Regions from separate parts of the Mus musculus genome. Here region 1 is linked to region 2. A link is a contact called in public Hi-C data. All regions are on one chromosome and are shown on one strand. Each heading gives the region's core, a stretch centred on a gene start, on an enhancer-like site or on the middle of the called end of the contact. The rest is flanking DNA. Distances are from core to core; before and after follow the strand shown. Region 1 overlaps Syk (spleen tyrosine kinase). Region 2 has its middle 17 kb from the start of Gadd45g.

What was found. A called contact is a pair of places that touch in the nucleus more often than the background predicts.
Region 1: a contact with region 2 is called in a Hi-C map of bone marrow-derived macrophages, with 15 read pairs. The contact joins two enhancer-like sites. A contact is called at or near these places in 1 of 39 promoter capture datasets (embryonic stem cells), 7 of 15 datasets of contacts at CTCF or cohesin (CD8 T cells, the NIH/3T3 cell line, embryonic stem cells and 3 more), 173 of 484 Hi-C or Micro-C datasets (the 4T1 cell line, the 63-12 cell line, the AML12 cell line and 92 more), 9 of 115 datasets of contacts at active chromatin or transcription factors (T-cell acute lymphoblastic leukemia, bone marrow-derived dendritic cells, double positive thymocytes and 5 more) and 2 of 9 other capture datasets (adipose tissue and embryonic stem cells).

Annotation. Positions count from the first base shown.
Region 1 is chr13:52,631,861-52,638,368 of GRCm38.p6, forward strand. It overlaps Syk (spleen tyrosine kinase), which reads left to right. Exons shown (of 14, transcript NM_011518.2): 9 at 1,028-1,205; 10 at 6,178-6,387. Among named protein-coding and RNA genes, the nearest start is that of Syk, 38 kb to the left of the region's middle. Within about 2 kb of position 4,566, at least 65 of the 459 cell types and tissues checked have an H3K27ac peak or open chromatin away from gene starts, as enhancers often do. A contact at or near this core is called in bone marrow-derived macrophages, where this site is marked.
Region 2 is chr13:51,826,006-51,832,988 of GRCm38.p6, forward strand. No RefSeq gene overlaps it. Among named protein-coding and RNA genes, the nearest start is that of Gadd45g, 17 kb to the right of the region's middle. Within about 2 kb of position 4,901, at least 4 of the 459 cell types and tissues checked have an H3K27ac peak or open chromatin away from gene starts, as enhancers often do. A contact at or near this core is called in bone marrow-derived macrophages, where this site is marked.

The DNA of each region.
Region 1 (6,508 bases), core at 3,316-5,815, 810 kb after region 2:
AGTGATGGTCCACACTAAACAGTGGTGATATCCACCAGCCACAGGTAGAAAATATCACCTATCCATAAAACAAGCAGTCCTGTCTAGTGAAAATGGTCTTTTATAATTAAAAGAAGCAAGCAAGCAAACAAACAAAAACCCTGAGTTGTTAGCATCGGCAGCATCATGCTGTGTGTCTGGCACATTCCGGGGACCCTGGTTGCCATTCTTGGAAGAAAATGTTGCCAAAGCATAACTGTAACCTCTGGGTGGCTTTGACGGTAGGCACAACTCACAGATTCTTCTAGATTTGTTCAGGGAGCTGTGATGACTGGGAGGCCACAGGGGACACAGTGCAGGAGGGCGCAGGAGACTTGTTCCCAGAAATGGGTTTTTTCGGTACCTTTCGTAGGTTCATGAGTGTCTGCATCTGATTTTCTACTAACAAGATTGGGGTTTGTTTGTTGCTATAGTTCGCCTCCGAATAGAGGCTTAAAGCAACAAGAGTCAGTTATCTCTCATTTCATTTATGCCTTGTGGCTGGAGGTGTGACTCATATAGGGTGCTTGTCTAGCATGCACGGAGCCCCGGGTTTCATCCCCAGACCCGCAGAAGCCATGCATCGTGTTGTATACACCGTCGGCATCATTGCTGGCTTTGTGTTGAGTTCACGGCCTGTCTCACATGAGCCTCAGAGCAGTAGAACTCCTTAGCATCTTAGAAATGAAGCATGTTGGCTTTTTCAAGCCTTGAGAAGCACACATATCATTTCTCTTGAGCTCTGTTGGTTCAGTTATGAAAAGCCAACAAGGACTGTGTCGTTGGTGCTACTTCTCAATAGGAGACTGTCACAGCTGGCTTAAAGTCTAAGGAAGGTTTTATCTGCCATTAGTACTGGTGTAGAAGAACCATCTTGTCTCTTCCCTTGCTTCGCTTCTCCGCTGCATGCAACTGTCCCTTAGACGGAAGGAGTTTAGGGCAGGGTGGCAAGGGTTGTAATGTCACAGGAGTCCAGACTGGAGTCATCTGTTCCCTGACTACGTTGCAGGCCTTCAGAGAGAAGCCCTGCCCATGGACACAGAGGTGTACGAGAGCCCTTATGCTGACCCTGAAGAGATCCGGCCCAAAGAGGTCTACCTGGACAGGAGCCTGCTGACCCTGGAGGACAATGAACTGGGCTCCGGTAACTTCGGGACTGTGAAAAAGGGATACTACCAAATGAAAAAGTAAGCACCGTTGACTCATTGCACTGCTGTCATCTTCAGTGTGAGAGTGCATTCTGAAAACTTCTCAGAACGTACCTACACTGCTCAATTAATCCCAGACATTGGCGTCCAAGTACGTGTGTTTATTGCACGCACACACATACACATTGCAGCGCTTATGTGGTCAGAGGACTCATCAATTGGTTTTCTCCTCCTCACACAGGTTCTGGGGATTAAGCTAATGTCATCAGGTTTGGCAACAAGTTTTTTTTTTTTTTTTTTGTTTTTTTACCAACTGAGCCATCTTGTAGTCTTCATTTCTGACTCATTTAGAGTAAAAGCATCCTTTGTGTATGCTAACTGTGGTGACAGTAGTGACATGTTTGTATTAGAATGTAGTATAGTATAGAAAACAGCTAAATAGAAATAAGCAAATTCATAAGAAAATAAAAATATATTCTATCTCCAGAACACAAATATCTGTGACTAACCTTGGTGTAGGCATTTATTGGATCTTTATATGTTTTGTATGTAAATGGTAAGTGCTTTTGGTACTCTTAATAGTTTGCTGGTAATGTGTGTATCGTGTAGCATTTTCCATGTCTAGACCTTATATATGAACTAATATTGATTTTACACAGAGATGTGACAACCGGCAACACAACTGAGTTCACTTGTGACCTGTAGCAGTTTATCTAGCTATCCTTTAATACAGAAATGTGTCACTTAGGAATGCCAGATCTCTGTCTTTCTCTCTCTCTGTCTTTGACTCTGTCTCTGTCTCTCTCTCTCTGTATGCATACATGTGGTGGGTATGACTATATATGTTCAGATATGTTCACAAGTATGTGTGGGTTGTGAGTACACATTTGTGCAGGTACAAATGCCCTTAGAAGTAATAATAATAAAATAATAATAATAGTAATAATAGTAATAATAATAATAGTTCCTCAGGCCCCGTCCACCTTGCTTTTTGAGGCAGGGTCTATCACTGGAATCTGGAGCTTACCAATTAGGCTATGGAAACTGGCCAGAGAAGCGCAGGAATTCACCTGTCTCTGCCTCCCCAGTGCTGCGATTATAGCTGTGTACCACAAACATCTTTTTATATGCTGGGGTCTTGGGGGTCGAAGCCCAGTCCTCATGATTTCACGGCGAGCCCTTTACAGACTGAGCTGCCTCCCCAGCCCAATAGTGATACTTTTTAAAAGAAAACCATGTCTACTCCTGATCCGTTGGGTGTTTGTCCTCACCTTGGTGCATTAACTAAGAATTGTAGAGTAGTGTTTTAGAACTGGCAGGAGTCTTGTGCCTGGTTACAGAGAGATCCCAGCATTCCTTTGGGTGTGGCTTATGTCTGTATGATGACTGCTGTCTGACAGACTGAAGACATGCTATTTTGTTCCGATAATTCTGCAAGTTCTTTAGTCCTGCATCTATGCTGAATTTTGTTGAACCCCATCCCCCACCCCCCCACCCCCCCACTACCCCCCCTCCCCCACTCCACTGAGCTCACTTTGTGCTTCTCTTTCTTTCCTGTGATGAGTTACAGCCATAGATTTCAGACCTTAAACATGTCCCTCCATCTTGGGGTAAACTCCCTCACCTTTGTTCATTACATCTCCTTCCATAAGCAACTGAATATAACCCATGAGTATTTCTCCTAGAATTTTTCCTATCTGTGCTCATGAAGTGTCCTAATTACTGTTCTATTGCTGTGATGAGACACCGTGACCAAGGTAACTTATAAAAGGAAGCAATTAATTGGGGGCTTGTTTAGTTTTAGAGGGTGAGTCTCTGAACATCGTCACAGCAGGAAGATATGGCACTGGAGCAGTAGCTGAGTGTATATCTTATTTGCAAGTTGGAGGCAGAGAGCAAGAAACCTCAAAGCTCACCCCCAGTTACAGATCTCTTCCAACAAGGACACACCTGCTAAACATTCTCAAAACAGTTCTACCAAACTAGGGGCCCAGCCTTCGGATATATGAGCCTACCGAGGTTTTTCTCATTAAACCACCACGTGAAGTTATCAGTCAATTGCTTTCTTACAATTCTCATAATGGAGTCTTACTCTCTTACCTGTAAAAGAGCTCAGTGCTTGGAAGACCAGGAGTTTCATAGTCTCTTCCTGGGCCACCGTAAACAGTCAGGAATTGGAACAATAGTAGCCTCTTAGAATTAGTGGGATATTATCTTTCCCCTCTGCTTTTCTAGAAGACGTGGTATTTTCTTTTTTAAATGTCTAGAGGAATCAAGAAACCTTTTCTAACTTCTTAATTTAGATCCCTGCCTCACACCACAGATGTAATGATAGACCCAACTATGAAAGCCAAAATAGGTGGCTAGAGATGACAGAATGGAGCCTCCCATGTTCCCGGGAGGGCCCAGAGAGGCTTCTAGGGTGATGATAATATCTAAATCCTCCTGTCAGGCCACAGGCTGTGTTCTAGATCACCACACTAGCTGTGTGTACTTTCCTGTGTGTGTGTGTCCCACTAATTCTGTTATTTGACCTAGTGTATTTGTTAGGTGTGTGTGTGTGTGTGTGTGTGTGTGTGTGTGTACGTACATGCATGTGGTTTGGGGATCAAGCTCCAGCCACCAAGCTTGGCAGAGAGTATCTTTACCACCTGAGCCCCCACACGGCCCATTTCCTGAATAGTTCTGTTTTGATTCATCGGTTTGAAGGTTCAACAAAAGAAACAACTTCTCATGCTTGTGGAAATTTTACCACAGGTAATTTTTCAAAGCATACCTAGTTAATGTTTGTTCTTTCTTTTAAGCCACATTTTGCTAGAATACTTTCAAGAGTTCAGCATGATCCATGTGATGTTTTTGTGAGGGAATAAAAAAAAATCCATATTTTCGAAACACATTGAGGCTTGCTTAAAAGTAACCAAGCCCAGTGGGAGAGAAGTGTTTCTTTCTCTTTAACTCTGAGCTTGAACAGAATGTGTGCTTCTGATTGGGCATGTTGTGTACACACCTGTGGCCCCCCAGAGCCCCAGAGGTAGAGACAGGGGGATCAGAAGTTTAAGGTCATCTCCTACTATACAGCTAGTTTCAAGCCACAGTGGATTATGTAAGACCCGGACTCAAAGAAAAAAAAAAAGCAAAGCAATGTATTTTTATTTTTTAAATTCTGGGCCCAGAGGCTCATTTGCAATATCATAAAGAAACTTTGTATTCCTTTATGCATGTAGGCAGAACCTAGCTGGGAAACCACATGACACTGCAGCAGGCTGTATGTGTGTCACAACAGGGGAACTTTGTTGAAGCTGGTTGAATATTTCACAATTCGGGGCTTTCCTCAGCCTGGACCATTCTCCATTGCTGTCCACTACACCGGGGTTCACAGGCAGTGGGGCATGGTTCCTCTGTCTGTAAAAGAACAGCTGTAGAAAGAATCTCTTGTGTACTGTATGGAATCATTACCATCATACAGAGCACCAACCACAAACCAGAGAACAATCCCCGAAGTCCAATTTGGGGAACCAGTGACTGGGCACGCATGTGGGGGTTACTCACAGGAGCTGCGTGTGCCGCTGAGAAGTCTGGGCCTCAGTGTGGATGGTGGCCTCTACAGGATGTAGGGTCCCCTAGATGCCCCCTCTCGGGCTCCTGTTAGCTTTCACAGTCGTATGCTCTAGCACCTCCCAAGACCGTGCGTCTATGTTCAGTTAGGACAGGATCTCACACAGATGACTGGGAAGCGCCGGGGGGAGTTCCAGGAATCAGGGTAACAGTCCAGTGAGCATCTCCACCCCTTCCTTATATGGAGGAGCACCAGCATTTGAAGCTGGTCTTTCTTCTCTCTTGCAAAAGGCATAGCTGATCAGATGGAAAGAGCAGGTGTTATATTCAGAGGACGTTAAAGATGATCTTAAACCAACGATCCTCCTGTATCCACCTCTGGGGCTCTGGGGCTCACAGGTGAGCACCCCCATGGCCGGTCTGAAGCACACGAGTTGTTCAAGCTCAGAGTTAAAGGGAAAGAAACACTTCTCTCCCACTGGGCTTTGTTACTTTTAAGCAAGCCTCAACATGTTTCGAAAATACAGATCTTTTTCAATTTCTCACAAAAATATCACATAGATCGTGTTGAACTCTTGAAAGTATTCTAACAAACTGTGGTTTAAATGAAAGAATAAACATCAGCTATGTGTGATTTGAAAATTTACACCTGCCGGGCAGTTGTGGCACACGCCTTTAATCTCAGCACTTGGGAGGCAGAGGCAGGCGGATTTCTGAGTTGGAAGCCAGCCTGGTCTGCAGAGTGAGTTCCAGGACAGCCAGGGCTACACAGAGAAACCCTGTCTCGAAAAAACAAAAACAAACAAACAAACAAACAAACAAATAAACCCCAAAAGAAAGAAAGAAAGAAAGAAAGAAAGAAAGAAAGAAAGAAGGAAAATTTGCACCTGTGATAAAATTTTCACAAGAAGGAGAAAAATGGTACTAGCTATTTATCTTGATGTGTGTGTGTGTGTGTGTGTGTGTGTGTGTGTGTGTGTGTGCAGGTACTCCTGACACAGCACATATATAGAGGCCAAGGGACAACCCTTGGATGTCACCTCTTACCTTTCACCTTGTTTCAAACCGCCTCTGGGGATTCACTGCTGGCCCCACGAATCTCCATAGATTCTCCCCTAGAAGCCCTGGGGTTGCAGACATCTGCTATCCAACTTTCTGTGGGTTCTGGGGATCTGAACTCTTAACCTCACTCTTGCATGCGCTTTTTACACTGGGTTATCTCCCCAGCCCATGGCCGTTTCTTGTTTGTTTTTTTTTTTTCGTTTGTTTGTTTGTTTGTTTTTGGGTTGCTTTGTTTTGTTTTTCTGAATGGCTTTAAGAGATTCTCATTGGGCAGCGGGTGTCAGCACCATTCCCCTCCACCCCCCTCCCCCCAACACACACACAATGTGACTACAGAGAAGAGGACCTCTAGGCAGTTTGGAAAGTTTCTCACAAGTTACAATCTGTGTCACAGAGTTGTGAAAACCGTGGCTGTGAAAATCCTGAAGAACGAGGCCAACGACCCGGCTTTGAAGGACGAGCTGCTGGCAGAGGCGAACGTCATGCAGCAGCTGGACAACCCCTACATTGTGCGCATGATCGGAATCTGCGAGGCGGAGTCCTGGATGCTGGTGATGGAGATGGCGGAGCTGGGGCCGCTCAACAAGTACCTGCAGCAGAACAGGTGACCTGGGGCATGCGAGTTGTGTGCGGTGCCACCCCGCACATGCCCTGTCCCCCGAGTTTGGGCTGTGCCGGGGCCCCGCCCCCACACACGCCCTGTCCCCCGAGTTTGGGCTGTGCCG
Region 2 (6,983 bases), core at 3,651-6,150:
TCCTGCTCAGAACCCTGGGCTCCCTTGCTCTCAGTGTCCTTGCAAACACTGGATTTTGCTGCTGTGAGGAATGGAATTTTTCATTTTGTGTTGTTCCTCTTCCTCAGACAATTTACCACCTGACTGGAAGACTCAAGAGCTCCCAGGGCCAGGCGACTGCCCTTGGGGCTTTAACTCAAGACTGCCTCTGGTCATTACTTCTGGCTCAGCCTGACTTTCTCACTGTAGACTGCAAAGTGTGGGAGGGGGCGGTCACAGGGCAGTGTGATTCAGCAGACAAGGAGTACTGCTTTCCAGGAGGTCCTTGTGGATCCCCGAAAGACAGGCTTATGGGCTGTTAACAACAGGTTTCATGGCCCGGCAGTGGTGGTGCACACCTTTAATCCCGGCACTCAGCAGGCAGATTTCTGAGTTCGAGGCCAGCCTGTTCTACAGAGTGAGTTCCAGGACAGACGGGGCTATACAGAGAAATTCTGTCTGGAGAAAAAAACAAAAAAACAAAAAACCAAACCTAACAGGTTTCACACTGAAGTTGCCCGGTGCAGTAGGCGAGCGTGGGGGGGTGGGGATTGGGAGGAAGAATCTCATTAATTTTCTAGAACCTGTACTTCTTTTCTTAAAAAAAAAAAATCAAAACTTGTGATTTGGATGTGACCGTCCTCCAGGCTCATATACTTGGCTCAGATTCTGCGTCAGCTGCCGGTGCTCTATTGGAAAACTGTCGGATCTTTAGGGCAGTGGCCTTCAACCTTCCTAACGCTGTGAGCCCTCAATACAGTTCCTCATGCTGGGAGGACCCCAACCATAAAACGTATTGTCAATGCTGCTTTATAACCTTAATCTTGCAACTGTCATGAACAAATATCTGATATGGACCATGGTTGACTTAGGCTACCTCTGTGAAAGACTGTTTAACCACCAAAGGGGGTTTCAGGGGGTTGGAGCCTCACTGGAGGAAATGTGTTGCTGGAGGTGGGCCTCGAGGTTTTATAGCCTGTTCTCAGTTCCTGTCGGCTCTCTGCTTCTTCACTAGGATCCCAATGTGGACCACCTCCTGCTGCCGTGTCTCCCCCATGATGGGCTGAATCTTTCCCGGCTCCTCCCTTCCTCCCCATCCCTCTTTTTGTTGTTGTTGTTTTTTTTTTTTTTTTTTTTTTTTTTTTTTTTTTTTTTCTCGAGGCAGGGTTTCTCTGTGTAGCCCCGTCTGTCTCAGGACTCAGTCTATAGACCAGGCTGGCCTCAAACACAGAGTTCCTCCTCCCTCTACCTCCCAAGTTCTAGAATTAAAGGTGTGTGCCACCACCTCATGGCCCATCCCTTCCTTCTTAACCAAGAGGCAAAAGAAACCTTTTTCCGCTGTGAGCAGCTTCTTCTTGGGTTTTGGTGACAGCAGGGGGGTAGGGGGAAAGAACTGTTTTCTAGCCTCTGGGCATGGTAGTCTGCTTCTGTAACAAAGAGGGAGACAAGCTGGACATGAAGGCATACCCTTGCAATCCCAGCACTTAGAAGACTGAGGCAGGAGGATTCCCATGAGTTTGAGGCCAGCCTGGGCCACAGAGGGAGACCCTGTCTTGAACAAATCCTAGTTTTTGAGACAGGGTCTCTTGCTGGAACTGGGCTCACCCACTCAGCAGGACTGGCTGGCGGCGGAGCCCAGGGATTCTTCTCCACTTCCCTAGACTAGGGATTCCAAGGATGCTACCACATGTGGGTTTTACACACATTCTGGGGATCAATGAATAAGTTGGGTATACACCCATCGCAGAATCCTACATATTATCACATGAATGTGCCTCAGGATGGAAATGTTTTGCACAGAAGGCAAGTAACAGAGTGATGTGTTCTAGACTGGAGAGATGGATCAGGGGTTGAGAGCGCTGGATGCTCTTCCAGAGGTTCTGAGTTCAATTCCCAGCAACCACAAGGTGGCTCATAACCATCTGTAATGTAATCTAGTGCCTCCTTCTGGCCTGTAGGTATACACGCAGGAAGGAAGCTGTCTGCATTAATCATCATCATGATAATAATAAAATAAAAATAATGTGCTGGGCAGTGGTGGCGCACGCCTTTAATCCCAGCACTTGGGAGGCAGAGGCAGGCAGATTTCTGAGTCTGAGGCCAGCCTGGTCTTCAGAGTGAGTTCCAGGACAGCCAGGGCTACACAGAAAAACCCGGTCTCGAAAAAAAAAAAACCCTAATAATAATAATAATAATGTGCTTTATAGGATTCAAAGCACAGAGAGCACATGACACTGTGAGGTGCAGAGGCCGTGGCCATGCACAGGAACACGTCAGTAGAGAGATACATTTGGGGGTGGGGTGGGGCTGGAGAAATGGCTCAGCAGTTAAGAGCATTGACTGCTCTTCCAGAGGTCCTGAATTCAATTCTCAGCAACCACATGGTGGCTCACAACCATCTGTAATGATATCTGATGCCCTCTTCTGGTGTGTCTGAAGACAGCTACAGTGTACTCACATAAATAAAATAAATAAATAAATCTTAAAAAAGAGAGAGAAAAAGAAAGAAAGAGAGAGAGAAAGAAAGAAAAGAAAAGAAAAGAAAAGAAAAGAAAAGAAAAGAAAAGAAAAGAAAAGGCCCCATACATTTTACCCCTTGACCTTCTAAAGGCAACCCTGGGTGATTGTGACTGAGCTGAAGGCAAACGGAGGAAGCAAGGCGGCTGGGTTCATTCACCTTGGCCTCTGACCTCATTCAATCCATCTGCATGACCCCCTCTCTGTTTTGAGGTTCGGGTTGAGCGTGTTCTTGTTGCTGCTGTTAAGAGCAACATTTTTTTCAATTACATTGTAACAATGCTTTTTTTTTTTTTTAAATTCAACAAGCTTTTGGAATTCAAAAAGGACTCAAGACAAATAAGGAAACTGCTTTCATTCATTGTCCACTGGCACAACAGCACCTTCCTGTACTTCCTGTACTTGCTACCTGTACTTCCTGTACTTGCTACATTGTAGCAAACAGCAAACATTACGTCCATGTCAGACAAACGTAATTTTGAGCAAACATTCACAATCATGGGCAACGTTCCCTTTTAGAGAATTAATTTTCCAGCTAACTTCATGGAACAATGAAGTGATCAACGAGCTGCTAACTGAATTCAAGCAAGTTGGAAGAATTTAAGCAACGGGAATGTGAAGTCTTTTTTTTCTCAGTACATGTAAGAAAGACCAAGATTAACTTCTGCACACACAGATGTAAAACGGTCACTAAAAAAAAAAAAAAAAAAAAAAAAAAATGCAGAGCCGAGTGTGGTGGCGCACGCCTTTAATCCCAGCACTCAGGAGGCAGAGGCAGGCGAATTTTTGAGTTCGAGGCCAGCCTGGTCTACAAAGTGAGTTCCAGGACAGAGCCAGGGCTATAAAGAGAAACCCTGTCTCGAAAAAAACCAAAACCAAAACCAAAAAACAAACCTGTCACTCTGAGACTGTGTGGTAAAGGGCACCCTTGGCACCCAGTACTGCCACAGCTGTCATTTACTGGAGACTGCCTTGTCTCGCCCAATCTCAAGTAGATGAGAGATTGTTATCTCTGTCTTAGTGATAGGCAAAAGGGATTGGCAACTAAAATATGGTGGAACTGATGTTCCAACTACCCAACATGACCTGCAATGTGGGCCAAGGATTAGGGGCTGGCTTTGCATTAGGTGTATAACAATGTTTTTCTCTCTCTTTCTCTCTTTCTCTCTCTCTCTCTCTCTCTCTCTCTCTCTCTCTCCCTTCCTTTTCTTCTTCTTCTTCTTCTTCTTCTTCTTCTTCTTCTTCTTCTTCTTCTTCTTCTTCTTCTTCTTCTTCTTCTTCTTTTTCGAGACTTCTCTGTGTAGCCCTGGCTGTCCTGGAACTCACTCTGTAGACCAGGCTGGTCTTGAACTCAGAAATCCACCTGCCTCTGCCTCCCAAGTGCTGGGATTAAAGGCGTGCGCCACCATCGCCCAGCCAATGTCTTTCTTTTAATGTTATATTTTATTTATTATCTTTTAGGTGGGTGCTTCTGGGTCATGCTGTGGTCAGAGGACAATTTGCTGGAGTCACGTCCCTTCTTTCATGATGTGGGTCCCAGGGATGCAACTCAGGTTGCCATGCCTGGCAGCAGGTGCCCTTACCCACCTTGCCACCTTGCCACTTCGCCAGACCTATGCTAAAAATTTAAGATTAAGATCATGATAATTCTTTAGTACTTTAAAAACATGTTATACCACCATATTCTGTCACAATTTATTTTCTCCTTCTAAATAATCATAGATATTACTTTTATGTCACCTTTCCTAATCTTTGCATGCATTTGGTTAAAACTTCCCTAAGATAGCACATTATATGGTTAGTAGGTCAACTATTTTTTTTTAATTAAAATGAGGATATGGGATAGTTGAGCTGGTAGAACACTTGTGTGTAGGCCTGACAACCTGATTTCTATCCCTGGGTCCAACAAGGCAACAGGACAGAACTGGCTCCTGAGAACAGAATGTGGTATGTGCACACCTGCGTGTGAGTGCAAGCATGCCCAGTACACTAAATAAATAACTTAAAATGTAGATATCTTTAAATAAAATGCTGTCACTGCTCTCCTTGCTGTATCGGCTTTTTATTAACACCAGAACAATAGATATTAAATGTTACAGTTACTTTTGGGCTTCAAGCGATTTTTTTTTTAAAAAATAGGTTGTTTCTCAATAGTCTAGGCTGGCCTCAGACTTGTGTCAGTTCTCCTGTCTCAGCCTCCAGAGTCCTGGGATTGCAACTGTGAGACACCACGCTTGAGAAGTAGGTGAAAGTTTACTGGACCGGTTTGTGTTAAAGAACTCCTTTAGCATCTTTATGTAGCAGTCATGTTCTGGGTGAGTCTTGCTTGCTGGGATGAGGGAGAATGGTCTTGTAAATGCTCAATGTAAACACTAGAGGGTGCTGTGGACCCGCGTTTGGTTTGTTTTGGTAGCATTAAGTGTAATTACTTCATTGTTCAAGTACAAACCCTTTTAATTCAATATGTTTCTCAAAGCATTGCCCCTAATTGGGCTTTCATTGAGTAGCCCTAACCTAGCAGGGTGTCTAAAATTTTATTTTCTCCATTTGATTTTGGGAAAAAGGTTTTGACAATTTCATTCAAGAGTCACTGAAACCCAGGTATCATCACATCCCATCTGTTACTTTTCTTCCCTTTCTCTGGCTCTCGGCTTCCCGTCTTCCTCTCTCTTCACTCTCCTTCCCATTTCTACTTGCTGTGCTCACCCAGGCATGTAAGCGGAGTCCAGAGTCGTCATCTTCTCTCACTCAAACTGGTGCTTGCTGCTTTAGCTTAGCCAGCTGGCCAGAAAGCTCCCTTGATCCTCCTGTCTCTACTCCAGCACACTGCATCGTGCCTGACCTTTCACCGGGGTACTAGAGATTGATTGTGGGCCCTCATGCTTTGGTGACCAGCACTTTACCCACTGGGCCATCTCCCTGGTCCACTAAAGGTTCTTCAAACTTGGGTGTGATAAGGGTTAGCAAAAACACCTGAGGGGTTCTGTTAGAATCCTGCAGTCAAAACGCCAGGATCGATGGACCGATTCCCAACCGCTGTGAGTCTCAGTTTCTCTCTCCACTGGTCAAATATGGAACCAGTGGAAGGGGCACATCATCGATCCTGATTAGAACTAAGCGATCTCACAGAAGGAAAGCACTGCGTACAGCTCCCATCCAGAGGCGCTCCACCGAGGTTCAGCTCTGTCTGAGCTCAAGTGTGCAGCATAGACTCTTTAGGCGCTAGAGGAGCCAAGTGGGGTGTGGCGCTGTTCCTGTGTCTGATTCCTGTCCCCCTCCTGCCCCCCCCCCCCCGCCCCAGCAGTCAGGTCAGTCCTATGCAGCCCGCAGTGTGATTCAGGCCTTGTACTTAGCCACCAGTTGGTACTCAGTGAGATGGACCCAAACCCACTCTGGTGGCTTAAATCCTTCCCGGTCAGGCAGGAGGCAGAGCTGGTGGCTGTACCCTGCTTCTGTCAGGAGAACCTTGATTGTGGGGGTAGGGTGGAGATAAAGACAAATGGAGGGGGTGAGGAGGAGCTGGCTCAGTCCGTATAGAGTTTGCCGTGAAGATATGAGAAGCTAAGTTCAGATCTCATGTAAAATGATGGGGTGGAGGCGTGGGCCTGAAACCCCAGTCCTGGGAAATGGAGGCGGGAGGATCTAGAAGGCACACTTGCCAGCCAGTCTGCCACATTGGTGAGATCCATGCTCAGCAAGAGACCCTGTCTCAAAAAATAAGGTACAGAGCAAGCGAGGAAGATAGTAGACATCAGCTCCAGCCTCCACGGGTACGTGCACACATGCAAGCACATACTTCGCATGCGCGCATAAACAAACACGCATGCGCACACAAGTGGCACCGCTGACGGGGTACAAGCTGCCTTCCTAGGGCTAACGCCGTTCTATCTTTCAATTGGTTGTGCTAGTTTTCTTCTGTTGCTGTGACAAAAGACCCAGGCCAAAAGCAACTCGGAAAAAGGGGCTTATTTTAGTTCACAATTCCAGGTTACCGTCCATCACTACAGGAAAATCACAACAGCAGGGGCTTGGGATAGCTGGTCAGTCACACCCACAATCCAGGGTGGAAAAGAAATGAATGCATACCCCCTTGTTTGCTTGTCTGCCTGCTTGTGCTCAGCTTGAGGGCTCCATTCTCTTACACTGCCTAGGGAATGATGCCACCCACAGGAGACTGGGTATTCCTACAGCAATTAATATAATAAAGGCCCTTTCCCCCCGCCCCCCCCCCCCATGCTCACAGGCCAACCCACTGTAAACAACCACCCACTGATGCTTTCCTCCCAGATGATTCTAGGTGGTGTCAAATTGGCAATTAACGCTAGGCATCGCGGTGGAATTTACAAGTTTTTACAGAGATTACTGGGAATATGGAATTTAGATCTGTCCGTTGTCTCTTCTGTGGATCTTGTGAGAATGATTACTCTATGCAAATATCCCAAATCCCA